3 separate regions of the Mus musculus genome follow, and all the other regions are linked to region 1. The links are chromatin contacts, called in public HiCAR-type and promoter capture Hi-C maps. All regions are on one chromosome and are shown on one strand. Each heading gives the region's core, a stretch centred on a gene start, on an enhancer-like site or on the middle of the called end of the contact. The rest is flanking DNA. Distances are from core to core; before and after follow the strand shown.

The links. Promoter capture Hi-C pulls out the DNA fragments that hold promoters and counts their contacts. HiCAR-type assays count read pairs that join an accessible place to other places.
Region 2: a promoter capture Hi-C map of neutrophils shows a contact between it and region 1, with 2.7 times the contacts expected there. The contact joins the promoter of Ifitm10 here to the promoter of Phrf1 in region 1. A contact is called at or near these places in 2 of 39 promoter capture datasets (neutrophils and pre-B cells).
Region 3: a contact with region 1 is called in a HiCAR-type map of astrocytes, with 2.7 times the contacts expected there. The contact joins the promoter of Adgra1 here to the promoter of Phrf1 in region 1. A contact is called at or near these places in 1 of 39 promoter capture datasets (hippocampal neurons) and 1 of 115 datasets of contacts at active chromatin or transcription factors (astrocytes).

The regions. Positions count from the first base shown.
Region 1 is chr7:141,226,111-141,230,904 of GRCm38.p6, reverse strand. It overlaps Phrf1 (PHD and ring finger domains 1), which reads right to left and starts at 2,117. Exons shown (of 18, transcript NM_001081118.1): 1 at 2,014-2,117. Gm51460 reads left to right here and starts at 1,289. Exons shown (of 1, transcript XM_030243134.1): 1 at 1,289-2,699. The coding sequence starts at 1,694. The coding sequence ends at 2,182.
Region 2 is chr7:142,371,546-142,376,160 of GRCm38.p6, reverse strand. It overlaps Ifitm10 (interferon induced transmembrane protein 10), which reads left to right and starts at 2,415. Exons shown (of 3, transcript NM_001347541.1): 1 at 2,415-2,585. The coding sequence starts at 2,583. It overlaps Ctsd (cathepsin D), which reads left to right. Exons shown (of 9, transcript NM_009983.3): 9 at 1-251.
Region 3 is chr7:139,831,939-139,836,563 of GRCm38.p6, reverse strand. Adgra1 (adhesion G protein-coupled receptor A1) reads right to left here and starts at 2,390. Exons shown (of 8, transcript NM_177469.3): 1 at 2,037-2,390; 2 at 1,167-1,361.

The DNA of each region.
Region 1 (4,794 bases), core at 868-3,367:
CTGAAACAGAGCAGCACTTTTCACCTGAGAGCCGGTCATCACGAGGACTCCAGTGGTGAGTCGCCCATTTGCCTGTCACTAAGTGGGCATGTCACTCTTGGCCAATGCTGGCCCACTGGCCTCTGCTCAGCTGGCCACCATCAGATTATAAACCTCAGATGAAGTTCCTGGGGACTATGGCATTCCTGTGGCCCAGGCTGAAAGGCAGAAGATGCTGGGCTGTCCCTCTCCTGACTTTGTCAGCTGGAACACCTGCTAGTCCTCCTTTGCAAGCCTGTAAGAACAATGTTTAAAAGACTTCCTGTCTTCACTCTTCTGACTTTGAGGCCAGTCTGGTCTACAGAGCAAGTTCCAGGATAGCCAGGCCTACACAGAGAAACCCTGCCTCAAAAACAAAAGAGAGAGAGCCAGGGAGTTGTGGCACACCTTTAATCCCAGCACTTGTGAGGCAGAGACAGGCGGATTCTAAGTTTGGGACCAGCCTTGTCTACAGAATGAGTTCCAGGACAGCCAGGGAGACACTGAGAAACCCTGTCTCAGAAACAAACAAACAAAACAAAAAACAAAAGAGAGAAAGAAGGATCATAAATGTCACTAGATATGACCTTCCTTCTGTACCAAGCTCTAGTTCCCCAAATAAGAACCTATTCATATATGTGGTCTTTACTCCTCTGTGCCACCTAACTTTCCCAGTTACTTCCAGAGGAAGCCCCTTTCACAGAAAATTCATTCAAAAACTCACTAGCCTATCCTGTGGTACCCTATGCTTCCCACCAAACCTAATGTCCACAGTCAGAGAAAAACAAAACAAAACAAAACAGCATAAGAAAGCTGAAAAATAGGGCTCAAGATCAGGGGCCCCAGATCCTAGAGGTCCATCGGCCTCAAGAACACACAGGCTATCCACTCAAAGCCACAGGGAAGGGCGAAACCCTTCTCCAAGAGGTCAAAGGCCAGGAGAAGAGCTGATGGTCTCTAAACACAGAGGGCATAACTTAAGGAATGTCAATTGTCACATGTTGCTCCTGCCTGGGAACAGTAAAGGGAGAAGAGTTCTGATAAACTATCTTACGTCTACCTGGTGCTCAGAGAATTTGCCACAGACTCCTGCTGAAACACACCGTCTCTGATATTAGAAAATGCAGACTGAGATAGACACAGAGCTTTGGCCCATTCATGACGGGGACCTCGGTCATGGTCCCAGTTTTCAGAAAAGAGGAGCTATAAGGAACTCTGTGAACCTCACTCACACAAGTCTTGGCTTTCTCTCAGTGCTGAGTGACGCCACAGGTTGCCCTTTTCACTCAGCATTCTTCCCAGAGGAATGAGTATAGAGTGGTCTATGGGGAGAAAGGAGGAATGCCGAGCTGCAAGTCAATCTCAAACTCCAACTGTGCTTCCAACCACTGGCCAAGATGACAGTCGCCAGACACGTTACTGTTTTCTGTTGCAGAGTACTCCTTTCAAGACACGATGGGAGCAACCCGGGGTTCAAACACAAGACAGGAAGACAGGTTTGAAAGCAATGTTGGCTCTGCCACTCTGCAGCGATGTAACACTGACAAGTGACTTTACCTCTCCGAACTATGGCTGTAAAGCTCCGACAGTGGTGCCTACTCGAGAATGCTGGGAGGGCTCCTCGAACTAAGGAAAACGATAATCGCGACATCAAGCACAATTTGGGCAAGTTCAGATGGTGCTGGCCAGGGCGAGGGCCATCAGGACAGAAAACCAGGTAGCTAGGGGTCACACCTTTCTTATGCACCAGTCCAGGTTCCCGCATGACCAGACAGGTGGCCGGCACCACGCCCATGGGCCTCCCGGTCGCAGCCGGACGTTCCGGGGCTCAGCTCGAGGCCTCAGCCACCCTCTCGTCCTCCGGACCGACCCGCGGCCAGAGCGACGTAGGCCTAGCCGGCCCGGAAGGCCACAGACAAAGCGTACGGCCACCATAGGTGGCCCGCGCGGCCGGACGCGACAGGGACACCGGGCCAGAGCGGCTACCGCACGTACCCGGGAACCTCGCGCCTCCCGGACGCTCCTAGACGATCCCGCCTCTGTCCGAACACGACCGCAAGTAGGCCGGTCAGCCGCCGCCGCCGTCGCCGCGCGCTCCCCGACCCGGAAGTGCACCCATACTCTTCCGGAACTTTCTGCCCTGCCCGTTGGTGGAAACTACTAAGGCCAAAACGGGGAGGAACTCGCGGCGGAGGATGACGAGACGTTAGCGCGTCCCCTTCCTCTCAGAACACCGACTAGCCCATCACAAGTACTGTCAGAGGAGAGCAGTGTTTTGCTGAGCGTGTGCTGTCCGAGCTCTCACCAGTGCACTAAACCAGGCTGTGGGTCTCACCTCCATGCAGTTGGTACAGTCCGACTCCCCATCCGCCGCGATGAATGGGAGCGGCCCCGGGACCACGTCTCCGCCCACAACCGTCCCGCCCTCCCGTGAGCGCCTCCTCCTGGTGGCTGGACTTAACTGCAGCCCGCGGCTGGAGGAGCGCTAGAGAAAAGCTTCAGGATGTCCCCTGGGTCTTCAGGTTCCCTTCCAGTATGCAGTTAATCATGATGGATCCTGTATATACGAGCTCCTCCGTCCCCTTCAGCCCGGCGAGGAGAGGCACAGTAACTTGTGAACACCGTGAAGAACTTAATTGTATGGCACAGATAATTAATAGAAAGAACAGAACTAGAGGTTACCGCCTGGCAGTAGGACACTTTCTTGCCTAGTACGCATAAAGGCCTGGTGAGAGGGGTCAAAGTATGGAGCATAATAGGATTAGGGGAAGAACCATGAGAGGACTCAGGGAAAATTCAGACCCACAAAACTGAGACTGACCTAGAGGCTGAGGGGATCAGAGGACACTGAGGTACTAAACAGGTGGCAATCATGGCTCACTGGACTCAACTGCCCATTTTGTGGTCCAGGGACCACTGTGGCTCAGAAGGGATGGCTTTTGATAGGAATAGAAGACAGACTGTAGCCGGGCAGTGGTGGTGCACGCTTTTAATCCCAGCACTTGGGATGCAGAGGCAGGCAGGCGGGTTTCTGAGTTCAAGGCCAGCCTGGTCTTCAGAGTGAGTTCCAGGACAGCCAGGGCTATACAGAGAAACCCTGTCTCGAAAACAACAAGAACAACAACAAAAAAAAAAAAGGAAAGAAAGAAAGAAAGAAAGAAAGAAAGAAAGAAAGAAAGAAAAAAAAAAAAAGAAAAGAAAAGAAAAGAAAAAGAAAGGAGGAGAAGACAGACTGTAGATTTACTGAGAAACTGGATGAGAGGGGCAGGGAGGAGAGGGAAGGAAGAATATGAAGATGAGGAGATAGGAGTCTACTTAGAAGAGGGAAAGCTAGGGTTATCCCCAGAGAGCAGAGGACAAAAGGCTGCCTTGGAGATAAAATGTGGTGGTAGTGGGGACCAGCTTTGGAACCTGGGACTTTCAGTGCTAAAAAGTCCAGATTCTACAAAGAAACTCAAGGGTAGGGTACTGAAGAAAACAAGAAAAGGAGAAGCAAACACATACATCAAGAAGGGATCTGGGGCTGGACAGGGTGACATAACCTTTACTCTCAGAAGAGACAGGCGGACCAGTGTGAGTTCAAGGCTAGCCTGGAGCACATAGCAAGTTCCAGAACAGCCAGAGCTACAAAGAGACCCTCTTTGTCTCAAAGGAAAGAAAGGACCTGGGAGCAGGGGGGTGGTTAAGATGGAGGGGTGCTTGACTGGCATGCCCAGAGCCATGGGTTCATCCCTGGCACAAAATAAATTAGATATGGAAGCATAGGCAAGATTATATAGAAGGTCATCCTTGCATACACAGGGAGTTCAAAAACAGTCTAGACTACATGAGACTCTTAACTCAAAAACGATGGGGCTGGGAGTAAGGCCCATCTGAGACTCTGAGAGTATCAGTCTTGGAGGAAGTATAGAGAAACTCAGAAGACTGAACAGGAAAGGCCAGCATGGTAACTATGCAGTAAATTCGCTGATTTGCTGGGAAGAGAACGATAAGTAGAATTAGCTAAGAAGAGGAAATTTAAAGGAGTTTAAAAAGGAGAAATATTGTGGCTGAAAGATGGTTCAGAGGTTAAGAGCATTGGCTGCTCTTCCAGAGGTCCTGAGTTCGATTCCCAGCAACCACAAGTTGACTCACAACCATCTATAATGAGATATGGCGCCCTCTTCTGGCCTGTAGACATACATGCAGACAGAATTAGGTATACACAATAAGTCTTTTTTTAAAAAAAAGGAAAATTATCAATATTCCTAATGGTGGGTTTAGAGAGGTGGTTGCTACTCTTCCAGAGAACCAGAGTTCAATCCCCAGCACCCGCATGGTGGCTCTCAACCGTCTTCAACTCCAGCTCCAAGAGATTCAATGCCTCTGGCCTCTGAGGGCACCTGCTCTTGTGTATATGCCCACATACAAACACAGAACTAATAACTTTAAAAATATTGTTACTGCTTGGAAGTAAAGAAAAAAGGACGGTGTCAGAAACAGTTCCCTTGGAACACGTCCTGTCCTCCCTTTTCTGTGAACCATTCAATTGCATGCAGATGGAGGAGGATCTAGACTCAGGTACTTTAGACCATCACTTGTGTAGCTTGAGGTTAGCTCCCCATCCTCTTTGTGACTTAGTATCTATATTAGTCAGGGATCTCTCTCTAGAGTCACAGAATTTAGGGATAGTCTCTATATAGTAAAGGAATTTATTGATGACTTACAGTGCAGCCCAATTCCCAACAATGGTTCAGTAGCAGCTGTGAACGGAAGTCCAAGGATCTAGCAGTTACT
Region 2 (4,615 bases), core at 1,166-3,665, 1.1 Mb before region 1:
CTGCCCCTCCAACTCTGGCCTGGCAAAGGCCTGAAGGTGAGCAGGAAGGAGCAAGAGGACAGAAGCAAAACTATGAACCTGGGGGGTTACCTAGGGCTTGACCCCGCCCTCCTGGGAAGGCATGCCTCAGCCTGGGGTAGAGGTAGGATGACTGACTGGTTTTGGCTGGCCTCTGCTGCCCTCATCCTGGGCTAGGCAGCTGGGAGCCAAAGTTGAAATACAAATAAAGTTGTTTTGGGCCTTGATCTCTATTGGTGTGCTCTGTACTGTTTCTGAATTGGGACCTTGGCGACGGAGCTAGCTAGACCAGTAGAACCCAGTACTACTGAGGGCTAATTCGGGGACACGCTGGCTGTGGAGAATATTGGGGGGGGGGGGGGTAGGGAGTGTGCTAGAGCCCAGACTTGGCTTTCAGCACCAGGCCAGTGAACAGAGGGGACTCCTGAGGCTCTGGCTTGCTATCTGGCCTTGTGGGCAAGATGAGTCTGAACTAGAACTGGCAGGTTCTGGGACCTCAGGCAGTAGTCAGGCCGGATGTGGCCTTGGCTGGAGGCCATGGAGCGGGCCTAGAATTCTGTGTTAGGTCCTGTGTTGAATCATTTTCAGAGGTGGCCAGGCCAGCACCTGCTGTGCTTTGCCAGGGAAGCAGCCTATTCCCAGAAGAAACGGAATAAGCCTTGATGGGAATCTTGGGCTGCATACATTCCCTTTTCAACAGTCAGTCCTTTAAGCCTGGGTCAGAAAAGCCATCTGCTCGTCCTGGGTGCCCTGGGCAGTCTCCCTGCCTGGGCCTCTGCCAGGCTCAAGAAGCAGTCTTCAGCTTTTTGAGTCTAGCCAGTGTTGGAGCCTGCCCGGCTGCCTGGGGTCTTGGAGATGAGAGGTCAGAACTCTCTGCCACGGACTACAGTTGTTCTACAAGCATCTGTGAGAAGGTTCGGTTTCAGGGGGCGGGAGAAGTGGGTGAACACAGGTTTCAAATACAACAGTGGAGGCAACCAGCAGGCTTTTAAATAGAGTAGGAGTTATCGAGTGCTTACTGGTAGGGTAGAGCTTCCTTTTGGAATCAGCTCTGGAATCTTAGAGCCCCTTCCCCACACTAACAGGTACAGGATATAGGGAAGTGTGACCTCTGTCACTTTCTGGGGTTGTCCTGGCACCCTTTGCCTGCTGGTCAGTGGCTGTCATTGTTTTGGTAGGAGGGTTTGGGGCAGGGGAATATGTCCCATACCTGAGCCCTGTTAGGTTACTTCTGGAGAATGTTCACCAAGGGTTGTCAGAAGGCCAGTAAACATGTACCCAGTGTTCTCTGTCTGAAATCTGAGCAGGGAGTCCCGCAGGGCCTGGCAGGGCTTCTGGAGACTAGTGTTATCAAAGGCTTGTGCACCAAAGCTGGAGACAGATCTCCTCCCTGCCCTGCAGGCCTGAGGCTGAGCTGTGCTGCCAGGCCTGCATACTGGGGCCGCTGCTTCTGCAGATGCCGCTGATGCCACCATCACCACCCAGGGATGCCCCGGGGAGCACCCCGGACTCTAGCTCAGGGTTCACATCAGTCTCTTAGCTGAGTGACCTTCACATCAGCCTTCATGCCCTGGGAAGAAGAAAGACCCTTGCTGCAGGCAGGGATAGGGAAGCTAGCTTTACTCTAGTTTTCTCATGGTGGGTGTTTCTCCCCTCAAACCCCTGACCAGGGTATTAGTGAGGCTGGACCATACCCAAGTCTTGCCCTGACCAGCTTAAAGTGTAAGGTTGGGACGCTGACTCCAGAGCCATAAAGCTGACTCTTGGGAAGAGGATTCCAACTCACCCTTCACCTTGCCAATGACCTTGAGTGGACCCTGCCCCGAGGGCCAAAGGGCCAACCCTTCTGCTTCCTGAAGTCTGAGACTCCCAGGCCAGACATGCCAAGGACAGCACCTGACTTAGGTTGTGTGGTAAGCAGACTGTCAGGAGTGCGAATGGATGTAATTAGTTGGGTGGTACACAGCCGCACACAGGCTGGGGAGGGAGTGTCAGCATGTTTGGTTGTCAGGCCCTTGGGATCCAAAGCAGTGGTGGGGTTGGATGAAGGAAAACTGACTTCCTGGCACAGCCCACTTGCCCCCAGGCTTATTGGACCAACAAGGCTAGGCTCCATGAGGGAGTGCCCAGAAGAAAGCCAAGAAACGGTGGGAGGGGTCCTTGCCAGTGTGGAAATTAATTCCACCCACTCAAGGAGAGTCTCTTTCTTTTTTTTTTTTTTTCCTCTACACTTAAGATCCACTTCACACTGAAAATTCCTGACACGCAGAAATGAGCTGTGCTGGGGGTCAGAGGTGGGGTTTGGGCTGGAAAGGGAGGAACTTGGCATGGGGCGGGGCTTAATCAGGAGACAGGGCTTTGAAGAAAGACTCAGGGTTCAGAGAGCCAAGGTTCCAGGAGACCAGAAAGTCTAGGGGCCAGGCAGCCCTGGAACTCTCTGGAAAGGGTCCCAGAGAAGAGCTAGGGAGAATGGGATCCAGGGAGGCAGAAAACGAGGCTTTTACACACAGTTGGGGGAACTTCAGGGTAGGGTGAAGAGGACCTACTGAGAACTCCACCCCCACATGGTGAGGTAGGGGTTCTGAGGGAGGGAGGGAGGGCAGTTGGGGGCTCTCCATGGTGAAGGAAGCCCATTGGGGCTTCTCTGGAGGTGGGGATCAGTTGAGGACAAATGTCCAAGAGAGACTGAGGATGGGAAGGAGATGAGGCGGGGAGAGAAGAAACTGCTTGGCCTTGAGTCTTAGAGGACAGTATTGCTTAGAGCAAGTCATGTGTAAGGACCGAGCACTGTCAGGGCCCAGGATGGGGGTCAGAAAGGTCATGAGCGGGGTACACAGACCGAGCTTTAAGGAAATCAATGTAGGGGTGTCTGAGAGGACCCAGGCTTCTGAGTAGCACATCTGTCCCTGAGGGCAGAGCAAAACTTGTGAAGCAGGGACAGGCAAGCCTGTTACAGGTCAGATCCTTCAAGTCCCTGTTATGATGAACATATTAGAACATATGTCAGACTTGGGTGACAGGGACTTCAAAAAGGAGGCCCAGGGCAGGGTTCTGAAGATTGTTGGTGAAGGGCCTGGACTTGGACTCGGGAGAAAAAAAAAAAAAAAAACAACCCTGAACATTGACCTTGGGGACTTGGGAGACAGGATTGAACAGAGATGAGTGTCCCTCTGGGGTTTGATGTGTTGCATCCCAGTCAGGTGGGAACTATGATCTGCAGTGTGTAGACTTCAAGGGACCAGAGACTCCCAAAATAAGCCTGATTAGAGATGGAGACTTGAGCAGCTCAGACAGGGCTTAGCAAGTAGCGAGGTTGGAGCCCAGCTGGGCAAGATCAAGGAAGAGGTGGGTGAGGGCTTAAAAAGCTGATACCAGGACAGGGCCTCATGAGAAAAGGCTAGGACCGCCACGGGACTGAGGATGGCAGGTGGGACTCAACAGGGCAGGGAGAAGAGATGCTAGGTAAGGGGGTTCTGAAGGCACAGGTCTTGGAGCTAACAAGGTTCAGGTGGAAGAAATGTAGGGAGAAGGGGGGTCAGCCGTGGGAATAAAGTGGAATGCTCAGCAGACAGACTTGCCGGGACTTGAGGACCCGCGAGAGAATTTGAGCACAGGTGGACTGGGGTAGCAGCGGCTTGGTGGTCGGTGGATATGAGAGCCATGCAGCTCATGGGATAGAGGGGTGCCAGCCTTGCGACTCCCCGGGGTCCTGGCTTCCGGGCTAGCGGGCCCCCTCCCTCCCTAGGGAGGAGGCGGAGGTGTCTGCGACGCCGCCGTGAGTCAGGCTCTGGCTGCAGCCGCGGCCGGCCTGGCGCTGCGGAGCGCGCGCGGGCAGCGGGGGAGGCAGCGGCGCCAGCCCCGCTCGCTCCCCGCCCCCAAGGTTGGGCCGCTGGGACGCGATCAGCGGACAGACAGCGGGAGAGCGGAAGGACGCGCGCTCCTAGGTTCAGGGGTCTGACCCACTCGTCGAGTCGCCAGTAGGTGAGCGGTACTGGTGACTGCTGCAGCCCGGGGTCAGATTGGGGACCACCCAGTTCAGCCACAGCCCCTTGCTATCACCTCACCGGCGCCGGGTGCGCCTGGTGGCGCAGAGCTCCGGCGCCAAGCTGTCTCTTGGAAGTGTCCATTTCGCAGAGTGTCATTGTGGGTCTCTTGGTGGCACGGTTGGGGGTGGGGACAAGAGGGGAGGTGAGTGGTTCTGTGTGACAGTGTGCGCTCTTAGGGTCTCCCAGTGCCGCTTTCTGTTGGCTTTGGAGTTTGTAGTCCTGCACCTGCGCGGATCCTCCGGAGATGTGCCTGAGCCTGTGGGGCGGTGTGTAGCGCTGCGTGTCTGGGTGGGCAATTGTTTACCTGGCGCGTCTGGGCGCAGGAGTATGCTGGGACTGGAGAGCTGGGCTGGTGATTGTGTGTGTGGTGCGTCTTGGTGTGTATGTGCTTCAGTGAGCGCTTTTCATTCTGCCAGTCAATGACTAGGGCAGTGTCACTGTAGCTCTGAATGCCCTGAGTGCGTGGAGATGCGGGGCGCTCTGCTTATCGCAACAGGGTGTCACTCGGGGTGCTGAGGGGGAGCTGTTGTGTGTGTGGTTGTCAGTAGGCG
Region 3 (4,625 bases), core at 1,141-3,640, 1.4 Mb after region 1:
CATAGGGTGGTCACTGCAGCCACCCATGCCTCCTGAAGCTTCAGCCAGTTTACCTATCATCTGCCAAGGGTAGCTTTCCATTTTTGCAAACATGAATTTGAGGACAAAGGCCACAAACCATTCCAACCTAGGGCTGACAGCCATATTGGGTGTGGCACTTGGGGGCAATAGGAGACTCAGTAGAAATCAAGGGACCCTTGAGCCCAGGGTGCTCTCCTTTGAGAGCTGCCAGCACCTAGAAGAGGGAACCTTGCTGGGGTCAGGAGACAGCATGGACATAACCTTTGCTCCAGCCAGGGAGGCTAAAGTGATGTTAATTCGGGTAACAGGGATCTCTCTTCTTGGGCGTTTTGAGTGGAGCAAGAAGCAAGTGAGCAGAGATTCAGACAGAATGCCCCTTACTAGGCAGACACACAGGTCTGCACTGAGGAACCTATGCCCACGTCTGGGCTATGGACATGTTATCCTGGTGGTCATTGGCATTCCCAGCACGCACTCCAGCCCTAGCTGCCCCTGTCAGCTGTCCCTTAGGAGCATACACAATGCATTATTTACTCGGCTGTCAGCCTTCTTAGAGACCAATAGGCAGCAACCACAATACAAGCTTTAGCCTTCAGGAAGGGCCCCGCCACGTCTTGGACACTGTTCCAACCCGCTGACCACACTGCTCTTACCCTTTTCTAGTGTGAGAGAAACACCCTCCCCCCTCCTGTTGTAGCCTTAGCTGCCAAAGCCGGCTGACTTTCTGAGGAGCAGGGACAGTAGGAAGGGCTTGGTGACCTGACTGAGGCCCCCTTGAGTGGGAGGGAACCCAGTCTAGGACTAGACAAGGTTTCCCAGGGCATGGATGGATGCCACTCTGTTGATTAAATGCTTCGACATTGCCGCGTGCCTTCAGCTAATTAGTATGAACAGCACCAAGTGAGCCAGTGAGCAGACAGACCCTGGCAGGCAGCCAGAGACTCAATGTAGCCAGACCCCACTGCCCCCATAGAGTTATCCCACCCCAGGACTGACACAGGCTGGACAGCTGCTAAGTGCCTAACCACCCCATAACTTACTTTCCTGCCCAGGCCTCCTCCACCTAACAGAGATGGTAGCCCCTGATCTGATGTGAACGGCAGGGTTTTGGTCAAAGCTTTAGGCCCCTTGGGCTGTGTACTCACCATGAGCCCTGCAGAGTTAGGGAGGCAAGCGCACTGATGGGGTTGCTGGCACCGACCACTATGTTGCACCCTTCTCCCCTCTAGCCTCCATGGCCATCTGGAAGGTCAAGTCCCACACAGTCACGGTCGAGCTCCTGGGAAGGCTACCTCAGAGTGACTGTGTCAAGATGAATGGGGATCTGCAGGCTGACCCACCTGCAAAGACAATGCATGGTCAGAGTGCAAGGGAGCCTGATACTGGTCAATACCCAGGTATACTCAGGGGGCACTCAGTCCCTTCCCAAGTTTGCCCCTTTCTGGCTCCTATGAACCTGGCCAGCCTGTTGGAGTCCTTAGCTCAGGCTTCATCTGAGGCACCCAGAGAGGTGGTAACAACCTGGGCTTTGGGACTTGGGAGGAAACCTGGCTCCTGGCAGCCGGAAAGCATCCCTTAAGTAGTCTCTGCTCGCCATCCCAACATAAGACCGTAACTTGGTTATTTCGGGCTGCACAAGCCAGACCAGCATTATCAATTGAAATCAAGAGAGTCAAATAAACCTGAGTAAATCTCTCAGTGCCCAGGAAGACCTGGCAGGCAGAAGCTGCTGCTGCCGCCTGATGTAGCTAGATCTTGAGGGCTGGCGTCTCCCGCATGGACATTCTTGCTTGGCTGGAACTATGTGGTCTTGCTAAGGCTCCAAGCTCTAGACTTACCCAAAGTTATTCAGAATCCACCTTCCCAACAGCAAGAGTGGCCGAATCTCTCACAGCGTTTCTGCTCCAGAAATGGCCCTCATGAGTGGACACTGTGGCCGGCCAGTAGCTTGGGCACAAGCCCTACCCCTCCCCTTCCCTTCTCAGACATCAGGAGAAAGCCACCCAACTTCTCACCTATTTTGGTAAAGGCAGCCGAAGAGGCACAGGTCTCCTGCTTCTCACAGGCGAGATGTGGCATGTCCCTCGTGCTAGGGAACAGCTTTCTATGACGAAAGGCATGAGATTGGAGCTTATAAGTGGAGTTATCAACAGATTGCAGGGCTGCAGCCTGGCGACTGGCTGTGGCCAGAGCACTGCGCTGGGGACGGAGCTCTGCACCCGGAGGGAGTGAGTCAGAGCCGAGAAGAGCAGGCATCCAATGCGCTCTCTGCAGGCAGTTTCCAGCTCTGGGTTGGGGGACGCCAGCCGCCTGCGCGCCGGATTTCTGCAGCAACAGCCAGGGGAATGAAGGACCGGCCGGGAAGCAGGAGCTGTAACCATGGGGACTGGGGGAGGCGCGGACCGCGGCAGCGCCGTGCCCTGGCTCCCTGCGGCAGAGCGGGAATGGTTCTTCCCAGCCCGGCGGCCGGCTGCCCGTCACACTGCAGAGTCGATTTAAAGAGACAACCGACCAGGGTTTGCTGCTTGCTTCCAACCGATTCAGACAACTCACATTAAAGCATTTTCCCCAAAAGGAGGACAGGATGATGTTATTTCATTTTAAAAAGAGATCCCTGTCTCTCGAGGGCTGCAGGAACAGGAAGGTGAAAACGGAAATTGATTTTGGAAGAATCTTCACAATCCATGTATTAAAATACTGTTCAAATCCAAATTTTCCGAAACTGAGGTGAAGACTGTGTGAGCATGAGTCAGCAGGGCTGCTCCTGTCTGTGGACATGGCCTGGCGGGGCAGAAAGTGTCTTCCCTAACCCCAGTGTTGAACCCTTCTCCAAGCCTGGGCCAAAGGACTGAGTGTTGAGAAGGAAAGTGTACAGAGGCGTGAGTCAGAGTCCAGCTCATCTGCTGTGGGATGGCTTGGCCCAGACTGGTTGCCTGAGGGGAGAGTTGGATCAGGTCAAGCTTTTTCACAAAGTTTATCCCCTTGGCAGATGTTGGCATGACATTGTGATTAGGAGACACCTGTTTGGGGACCATTCCCTTCCCTCTCCACCTGGCTCCTTTTCTTGTAGCACCTCCATCCCACCTAGCAACTTTGCTCTTCAGGTGCTGTTAAAGCTAGTGTCTACTCTAGGAGGCCCCTAGGTTCTTGCTACTCTGGAGTTTAAAGGATTGGAAGCTAGAGTTCCTGGGGCAGGGGAGGTAGTTAAAGGATCATAAAGATAGAATTAGACCCAGGGACATTGTGATTTTTGTTTTAGAAATCCTGTGGTGTGTAACCTCTGGGTGGGGTGTGGTCAACTCTCCTGTCCCAGTCCTCAGTGGGAACACTGAGCCCCGAACTTCAGATAAGGGACTTGACCCTGAGGAATTCTGTCTGCTCAGCACCCTATGAGTGATGGAGGCCTCCATGTGTTCTGAACTCTCAGAGTCTCTTCTCCAGGAACTGGAGGCCAGCCAAAGTCCCTGATGGATCCTGGATGATAGTCTTAGTCGGGTGGATAGGGAACGGGGCAGAAAGGAGAGCAGGAAGTATGTAGGGGGAGGTGGCTCTGAATCAGAGTAGGCTCTGACACTGGTCTTCTGCTCAGGGCTCCAGGTCTGTCACAGGTGGTCCAGGCCCTCAGGAGAGGCAGAAGAGGCCTGGCTACTGGCCCCTGGACTCTATGTACTGCGTGAGTGATGATTCTCAGCTTCTTCCTGGAGTGGCCAGAAGGAGTCTATCTCCTTGTATTGTGTAGCTGAAGTTTCCAAAAACAGAGCCCAAGGCCTGGCTTTATAAATACTCGGGCACTAAACCATTCATAATGGTCACATATGCCTCTCTACATTTGTGCCAGGGCCTAGGTTGGAGCTGCCCATGGAGGGCATCACTTCAGGCTTAGTCTCTGGGGTACCACTGGAGACAGGTGCCGTGATGACCTGCATGGTGAGCCATGTTTTATATCAGTGGTCCTCAGCCGTTCTAATGCTTCAACCCTTTAATACAGTTCCTCATGTTGTGGTGAACCCCAACCATAAAGTTATTTTTGTTGCTACTTTATAACTGTAGTTTTGCTACTGTTATGAATCACAGTATAAATATCTGTGTTTTCCTATGGTCTTAGGTGATCCCCATGAAAGAGTTGTTCAACCCCAAGGTTGAAAAGTTCCTAGTTGAGAACCCCTGTTCTATATCAACACAGAATCTTCGATGGTATGGGGAAACGGAGGCATGATATAGTCAGATGTACTTCTGGTTACCACCCAGCCTTTGCTGTTGCTCTGGGAGACCCCCTGTCCTATTTGCTAGACAGGCCACACTTGCTTCTTACTAGAAGCATAGCTGCCTGTGGATTGCCTTTTCTACATAAGAAAACCTGATATTTGTGGCTCAAGGCTCAGATCTCATATCTCTCAACACTGGGAGTAATGTAAATGACCCTGCAGTTAGGAACCTGCCCCTACACAAGGTTCCAAGAGGCCCAAGCTTTTTCTAGTCTGCTCCTCTGGGCATCTCCAGCTGGGTGGATTCTGTGTTGCTATGGGACACAGCCTGATCTCTGGGCATTATGGAGATAGTCATCGCAGAATAACTGCTAACTCTCCAAACTGGTCCAAGAGAGC